2 separate regions of the Sus scrofa genome follow, and region 1 is linked to region 2. The links are chromatin contacts, called in public HiChIP or PLAC-seq maps. All regions are on one chromosome and are shown on one strand. Each heading gives the region's core, a stretch centred on a gene start, on an enhancer-like site or on the middle of the called end of the contact. The rest is flanking DNA. Distances are from core to core; before and after follow the strand shown.

Region 1 (3,478 bases), core at 641-3,140, 46 kb after region 2:
AACCAAAAAAGTTAGCGAGGGAGAAACTGAGATGGAGGACTCAGCAACAGCAAAAGCCTGTGCAAGGGCAAGATGGAGCTTCAGGTGTGGTCGAGAAGCCACAAAACATGAGATGAGCAGGGGCCAGGGAAATGCAGGGCTCTCCATGCCATGCTAAGGATTTGGATTTTGTTCGAAAGTCAAAGAGGTTAAAAGGAAAAGTAAGATTTGTATTTGAGATTGCAACGAAGGAGAAAAGGGACAGAACATTAGTTAGCAGGTTTTAACTAATCCAGGAGAAAAATGACAAAGGCTAAACTGAATCAGCGGCAATACACACAGCGCCCACACACACACACAAAAGCACGATTGGATATTCAGGAAGTAGAGGGATCTAGTCGAGAATTACCCAGCCACACTGGCCTGTTTCTAAGTCCCTTCATTGTGACAAGTCTTTTTCCCTTGAGAGCCTTTATACTTGCCCTTTCTCGGTGGAACACTGCTAAATTACACCCTCCCTAAATTACATTCCTCGGCCTCTGTCTCTCAAAGGACCCTGCTCTCTTCCATGGACTTGCATTGATTATCATTCACACAGTGGCCTGTCTCCTTCTTCAACATCTGACCCCTGCTGTCAAGGACGGTTAGGGCACGGACAGGCCAAGGTTGCCAGCCCCAGAATCCTAGCACAGTGCCTCCCAACAGCGGGCCCTAGGCGATCTGTTGAAGGTGAACTCACAGGGGATGCTCTGGCCGACTCGGACCGCCCTCGCCAGGGCCAGGGACACAGAAGGGCAGTGATTAACCGTGGTTATCGCTCACTGGATCAATTCCCAACGCTTCTATTGTTCAGCTTTGCTACCTACTTTGCAGGCTTGGTTCACCTGGGCCTCCGATCTCACTGCCGCCCGCTCCCTTCTCCTCGCTCGTCTATACCTTCACTCGCATTTTTCCAAATCCTTATTAGCAGCTCCCCCCTCTTCCTCCCTTCGAACTCGTTACATTTCCTTAAAAACGAAGGGTCTCCTCCACCCCCACCCCATGTTACATCCTCGGGGTCAGAAGTAAGATCACTCTCACTTTGGGACAGGATCTCCCCACCTGGTGATAATCGCGCCAGAACCAAATCTCCGCGCGGGACGGTGGGCTCTGCACACCCGGAACGCTGCCCGGCGCGGTCAGTGCAGACAGTTGTGGAAAAGAGGCAAAGTTTTAAAACTGCAACCGCTGAGAGTTGGCCCCGAGCCCGGACCGGGCCCCGGCAACTGCGGGCTGTGTGGTCCTGGGGGCAGCCGGGGGCAGTGGCCGTGGGCCGACGAGCCCTTCTTCGCGCGCGTGCCTCAACTTGGCCGCAGGCTCGGAGATTGCGACCCCATTTCAGAGTTTCTCCCCCTTTTCGCTGGGCGGCTAACCTAACGGCAGAGGGAAGGCGCTGAGGCGAAGGGCCACGAGATGCCCCGGAGCAGTGCCGCCGTGAAGCGAGCCTCCGCTAGCACGGAGAAATAATCAGAATCTGAAAAGCCGCCAGGGGAAGCAGACAGACAGCAGTTCCCTTCCCAAACAGTTCTCAGACACTAAGAAAGGGCGGGAAAGTCAGAGCCGCCTCAAGTCGTTCCACCCATTGGCTAATCGCGCTGTCGTTCCCCGCGACCCGCCTCCCCTGCTCGCGGGCGATGTTCTAATTGGATAACTTCCTCCAGCCGTCCCCTTTCATTGGTGAATCCCTCCGTTTGTCAGGCTCCAGCCCTGAAGACTGGCGGAGAGGGGAGTTTGGCCCCGCCCCTGGTCGCGCACAGGCGCGTCTGTGTTGGGGGTCCGAGGCCCCGCCTCCGCGTGCCGTGTGCAAAAACAAACAGCCGTTAGGGAGGAGGGGCCGAGGGGGCGGGGTCTGTCTAGAAGGAGGCTCACGATTGGGCGGCCGGCGGGGTTCAAACGAGCAAGGCGAGCGGGCATTGGCCGGGGCTCTGTGAGGCGGGCCTCGGTTATTGTCCGAGCTCCGGCAGCGGCGGCGGCGACGGCGGCGGCAGTGGCGGTCGGTGCTGCGGCAGCGGCGGCGACGGCTCGGCGGGACCGAGGGCGGGAGCGGCCGAGACCATGGTGAGGGCTGCGGGGCGGGCGTCGATGGCTAGGCGGCGCCGCTACCTGTTGAGGCGGCGATGGGCGTCAGGCGGCGACGACAGCGGCGGGGCGGACGTCAGGCGGCGGGGCTGCCCGCGGTCCCGGCCTCGCCCGCCGCGGCGCTGGCGCGAACCGAGGTGCGCGGGCCTCGGCCCGGGCGGCCCTGAGCCGAACAGCCCTCGCAGCACCGCAGCACCTCCGTGGTCCCCGCGACCCACTTAGAGCCCCACATTGTGCGTGGGTTAGAAAGTGCGGGTTTTCAGAGACGCGAGTGGAGAGAACTTGGCCCGGTGTAAAGTTGGGAGGGAAAGGCGGCGAGCGCTGGCTGTGCCCCGCTCGGGAGTGAGCCGGCGACGCCGAGGCGACGAGCAGGGTCCGCCCGAGCGCCCTCCGGAGACAGCCCTGCCGGGTGCTGAACCGCAGGCAGAAATTGTGGTTATTGTGACGTTCTCACACCTCAGAACCGGAGTCGACCTTGTGGATCGTTGCACCCGGTCTCCGCAACTGGTGTGCAGTTAGCGGAAGCACTTCCACAGCCGACCGAGGCACGGCTTGCAGCTGCTCCGTGAACTGGTTTGCCGGAGCTCATGCTTCTCCTGCTCCTCGCTGGGTTTTAGGGTGTCCCCCACTTAATCTTTAGCGACGTGCCGTATATTGGCTGCCCCTTTACCAGCAGCTAAAAATACACGGGCGTTCACGTAAGCTAAAAATACAGGAGGCGTGGGGTGTCATTCTTGTTTTGAGATTTTTTGAGCTTAAGGAGAAGTGAGTGAGCACGTGACTGTTAAACTAAGGTGAAAGCAGGTTGGCATCCAGTTTTCAACTTTTTTTGAATGAAATGTACTTTAGCCGGCTCCGTAGGCGTATTTTCTAACTCAGGTTAATACTCACTCGGATCTTGGAAGAAAAATTTTGTCATGCTTGTAGTTTGTTTCTCAGTCCATCGTCTTTGAAATGTGCGAAGTTGGGAGAGTGTAACGTAAGCACAGTTTGAGGGGGTGGTGAAGAGAAAGTAATTATTCATTTTCTGTGCAGTTTTGTATTCACATAAGTTTGGTTCCATAAAAGTATGTTTTTGTTAAATATAACAAATGTATCTGTGGAGTTCCCGTCAGGGCACAGCGGAAACGAATCCGACTGGGAACCATGAGATTGCCGGTTCGATCCCTGGCCCTGCTCAGCGGGTTAAGGATCCCGCGTTGCCCTGAGCTGTGGTGTAGGTCGAAGACGAGGCTTGGATCCCGAGTTGCTGTGGCTGTGGTGTAAGCCGGCAGCTGTAGCTCTGATTAGACCCCTAGCCTGGGAACCTCCACAGGCCACAGGTGCGGCCCTAAAAAGCAAAAAAAAAAAAAAAAGAAAGAAAGAAAAGAAAAGAAAGAAA
Region 2 (3,794 bases), core at 1,254-3,753:
TGCAGAGCCCCCTGTAAGTAGGGGACTCCCTTTGCCAACAGAGATTGCTGTCTTGAGCGTTGGCATGGGATGGCTGGCTCTCAAGGAACAGGACCTCAATCAGAGTCCAGCTCCATTCCTGTGTCCCCTCCCGTGGATGTCCACACCTGTGCAGGCTTCGTCCTGTGGTCTGGGCTGGCCTTGGGTGTGGCTTTAATCAGGAGGTGGGGCCACGTGAAAGAGGAGAGGCCCTGAGGGAGAGGGAGAAAGAGACAGGTTAAGGGAATGGAGAGCCATCCCACCAGCAAGACCAGTAGATTTCGAGTAGAATCTTCAAGCAATAAAATGGTTGTTACAGAGTTCCCTGGTGGCTCAGTGGGTTAAGGATCTGGCATTGTCACTGCTGTGGCTCTGGTTGCTGCAGTGGCATGGGTTTGATCTCTGGCCTGGGAATTTCTGTGTGCCTCAAGTGCGGCCAAAAAAAAAAAGTTTATTTTCAGCCACTAAATTTAGTGGTGATTTTTAAAAATTTTTATGACAACACCTGAGCATATGGAGATTCCTGGGCCAGGGACTGAATCCAAGCCACAGCTGCAACTACACTGCAGCTGCAGCAACACCAGATGCTTTAACCCACAGCTCCAAACCTGAAACCTCTGCAGGCACCAGAGCCGCTGCAGTTGGATTCTTGGGTTTTGTTTGTTTGCTTTTGCTTTTTAGGGCCATACTTGCTGTATATGGAAGTTCCCCAGCCAGGGGTCAGATCAGAGCTGCAGCTGCTGGCCTACACCACAGCCACAACAACACCAGATCCAAGCCGAGTCTGTGACCTACACCACAGCTCACAGCAACATCGGATCCTTATCACACTGATCACGGCCAGGGGTCGAACCCGAATCCTCACAGAGATTATGTCGGGTTCTTAAGCGGCTGAGCCACAACCAGAGTGCTTGAGCTTCTACTTTTTACTTAGGGGTGGAAAAAAACACCCTTATGAGCTACAAAAGGTTAGAATATTCTAGAAGCCAAATCCAAACAAGCAGACCATCTGTTCTGTTTAAATCTTCACTGAGCTGAGCCCACATTGTTCCAGAGAAGAGTGCTGCACGTGGGGAGAGAGCAGGAAACACAAGGTCCCCACCTCGGTGGGGTGCAGTAGCATCCGCAACCCCACTTCCCACCCACCCTCCATCCCTCCATCCCTCCATCCCTCCATCCTCCGTTTACAAGACTCGAAAACATGCCACCAAGCAATCAGCACATTTTCCAAGTGACTAAAGCAGGGCAGAAGCTCCTGACTTTCCTCTGCTGTCAGCCAGGCTGGATTCCTCCCCAAAGCAGGGAGAACCGCATCTGCTGCCACGACCCCAGGTTAAGCAGAGGGACCAGGGCTGCTGAGTGGGGCTTGGTCTCAACAGCAGGCTGGGCGTGGAGGTGACACGCCAGGGCAAGGAGCAGCCCCTGCGTCTGAAAACCCTGCGAGGGTCAGGAATGAGCCTGCTGCTGGGACAGGAACGAGGATGGAGTTAGAGGCCAGAGAGTGGAGGCCGGGGAGGCCAAGCTGCCAGAGTGAACAGGACCTTCCTTGTGGCTGTTCAGTTTCAGGTCGTGTCTGGAAACAAGTAAACGTTCATAGGAGAGGAGTGGTCTTCCTAGAGTCTTGGAAAGAAGAGTTTAAGTGATAAGCATCTACAAGATTCAAATAAAAGTCCCACGGTTTGATGGGTTGGTTAAAAAAAGAAAGTGACAAGCATCTGGCATCCTGCTCCTGATCACCATCAGTTGGGCCTGAGCCTCTCCACCGAGGACTGTCCTCTGCCTCCCCTCGAGGCCCTGGCCCCGGTCTGCTCACCAGGCGAATCCACGGGAGTGCTTTTGTGGCATGTCACGGGCCCCCCTGAGTTAAGTGCTGGAGCCCATCCCATCAGCAGAAGGGCTTCACCCCCCAGGATGCACGCTGGCTGCCCTGAATCCCTCAAGCCTCAGTGCTCACAGGGCTGCACCCAAGGGAGGAGGGGGCTTGTCCTCCTCGCAGCCCGTTTTCAGGGAGGAAATCTTTCCCAGAAACCCCCAGCCAGGGTCAGAGCTTGTGCCAGCGCCTGAGCTTATTGCTGGCTGGGAAGATGGCATGTGCTTGACCGGGGTGGAAAGACACAAAGATCAACCGATGAGGATGGCAGAGGCGTGTGTCCAGAGCTGGCTGTGGTGAGGGAGTCACCCCATCCCTTGGTCTGGCAGAGACTCAGGGCTGGCAGGGGAGTAGGAGGGCTTCCTGGAGGAGTACAGGGCTCAGGGGTGCCCTGAAGGGGGCTGTGGGCCTGGGGGAGCCAGAGGCGCCCTCGCCAGAAGGGGGCGTCCCACGTGATCGGTTGGGGGAGCGTGTCTGGCTTTCTCTGGTTGGTCCTGAGTTGGAAGAAGGGACAGAACTTGGGGAAGCAGCAGTCAGTTATTGACCAAGTCCTGGCCGTTTGGAGTCGCTTGTAACAGGGGCTGTTGTGTGGCTTCCTGGGTTGTCCCTAGAGACAGCAGGCTGGCTCTTCCCTCAAGTGTGACTTACAGCCTCTGGCTTCCTGGGCGGGGTGCTGTAGCTTGTAGGTCAGAGGTCTGTTTTGATAAACAGTCTGGCCATTGTGTGTTCAGTCTCTCATTGGCCGGGACTAATCGGCATCCACTCCCCTAGGGGGGACCCCTGCCCCAAGCCCAAGGGGTGTCATCTGAACACAGTCATCAAGAAAGTGGGACGCTGGGTCCTAGCGACAGTCTCATGACACTTCCAATCACTGGAAAAATGGAACCCAGTAAATTAAAGACCAGTGATTTGATTTATACATTCACCTGTTAGATTTTGGTTAGTAGGAGTCGGTCCCCAAAACTCAGGTCAGCTCTGGGTGCACTCTGGCAGAACTCCAGCAAAGATCATACCAGGATCTGATAATGGGACCAAAGGGTCAGAAAGGGCGCCTTCCTGGAAAGGATGCCAATTTCTCTGAAAACCATCACGTGGCTTCTGGTTAGAATTTCAACATTACAGCCGCTTTGGGGGAAAAGTGTCTATCAGACAGCACGGTTCTTTTAATTTTATCATATAGTGGAATATAAATATAGTGAGAGAGTTGAGCTGGACTGTTTATGACCGCTCAGCTGAGGACTAAAGTCAGAGTTAAGTTTCCTGTTGAAATAGTATTAGGTTTAAGGATAAATTTAGAGCTGGAGCTGGAACTGGGCTTGGGGTTAAGTTAGCATTAGGGCTGGAGTTTGTCTCAGCTATATAGCTAGGGCTCCATTTAGGATCAAGTTTAGGGTTTACAGAGAGCCATGGGATTTTTTTGGCTTTGGTTTTTGGCCATGCCTGGGGCATATGGAAGTTTCTGGGGCAGGAATCAGAGAGTTGTTGTTATAGTTAACGATTGGGTTAGGGCTGAATCTTGCTAGACTTCATATTGGGGTCAAGAATTGAAGTAGGGGGAGTTCCCGTAGTGACTCAGTAGAAACGAAACTGACTAGCATCCATGAGGATGCAGGTTCAATCCCTGGACTCTCTCAGTGGGTTAAGGATCTGGGGTTGCCATGAGCTGTAGTGTAGGTTGCAGACGTGGCTCTGATCTGATGTTGCTGTGGTGTAGGCCAGAGGCTACAGCTCTGATTTGACCCCTAGCCTGGGAACTTCCATATGCCGAGGGTGCAGCCCTAAAAGGACAAAAAAAAAAAAAAAAAAAAAAAAAAAAAAAAAAGAATAGAAGTAGGGCTTGGTGATCCTGTTAGGGTTAAATTTTAGGGTTAGGGTGAAGGTTAAGGATAGTTTTAGGTCTGAGGGT

The links. HiChIP or PLAC-seq counts read pairs in DNA pulled down with a chosen protein or histone mark.
Region 1: an H3K27ac HiChIP or PLAC-seq map of alveolar macrophages shows a contact between it and region 2. The contact joins the promoter of LOC100512448 here to the enhancer-like site in region 2. A contact is called at or near these places in 1 of 5 promoter capture datasets (liver), 15 of 47 Hi-C or Micro-C datasets (alveolar macrophages, embryonic fibroblasts, epiblast stem cells and 7 more) and 2 of 2 datasets of contacts at active chromatin or transcription factors (alveolar macrophages and skeletal muscle).

What each region holds. Positions count from the first base shown.
Region 1 is chr18:50,531,492-50,534,969 of Sscrofa11.1, forward strand. LOC100512448 (histone H2A.V) reads left to right here and starts at 1,891. Exons shown (of 5, transcript XM_021078658.1): 1 at 1,891-2,076. The coding sequence starts at 2,074.
Region 2 is chr18:50,485,063-50,488,856 of Sscrofa11.1, forward strand. LOC106506854 (a long non-coding RNA gene) reads right to left here. Exons shown (of 5, transcript XR_002340473.1): 3 at 1-230. Among named protein-coding and RNA genes, the nearest start is that of MYO1G, 21 kb to the left of the region's middle. Within about 2 kb of position 2,504, at least 35 of the 83 cell types and tissues checked have an H3K27ac peak or open chromatin away from gene starts, as enhancers often do. A contact at or near this core is called in alveolar macrophages, liver, mesenteric adipose tissue and 3 more, where this site is marked.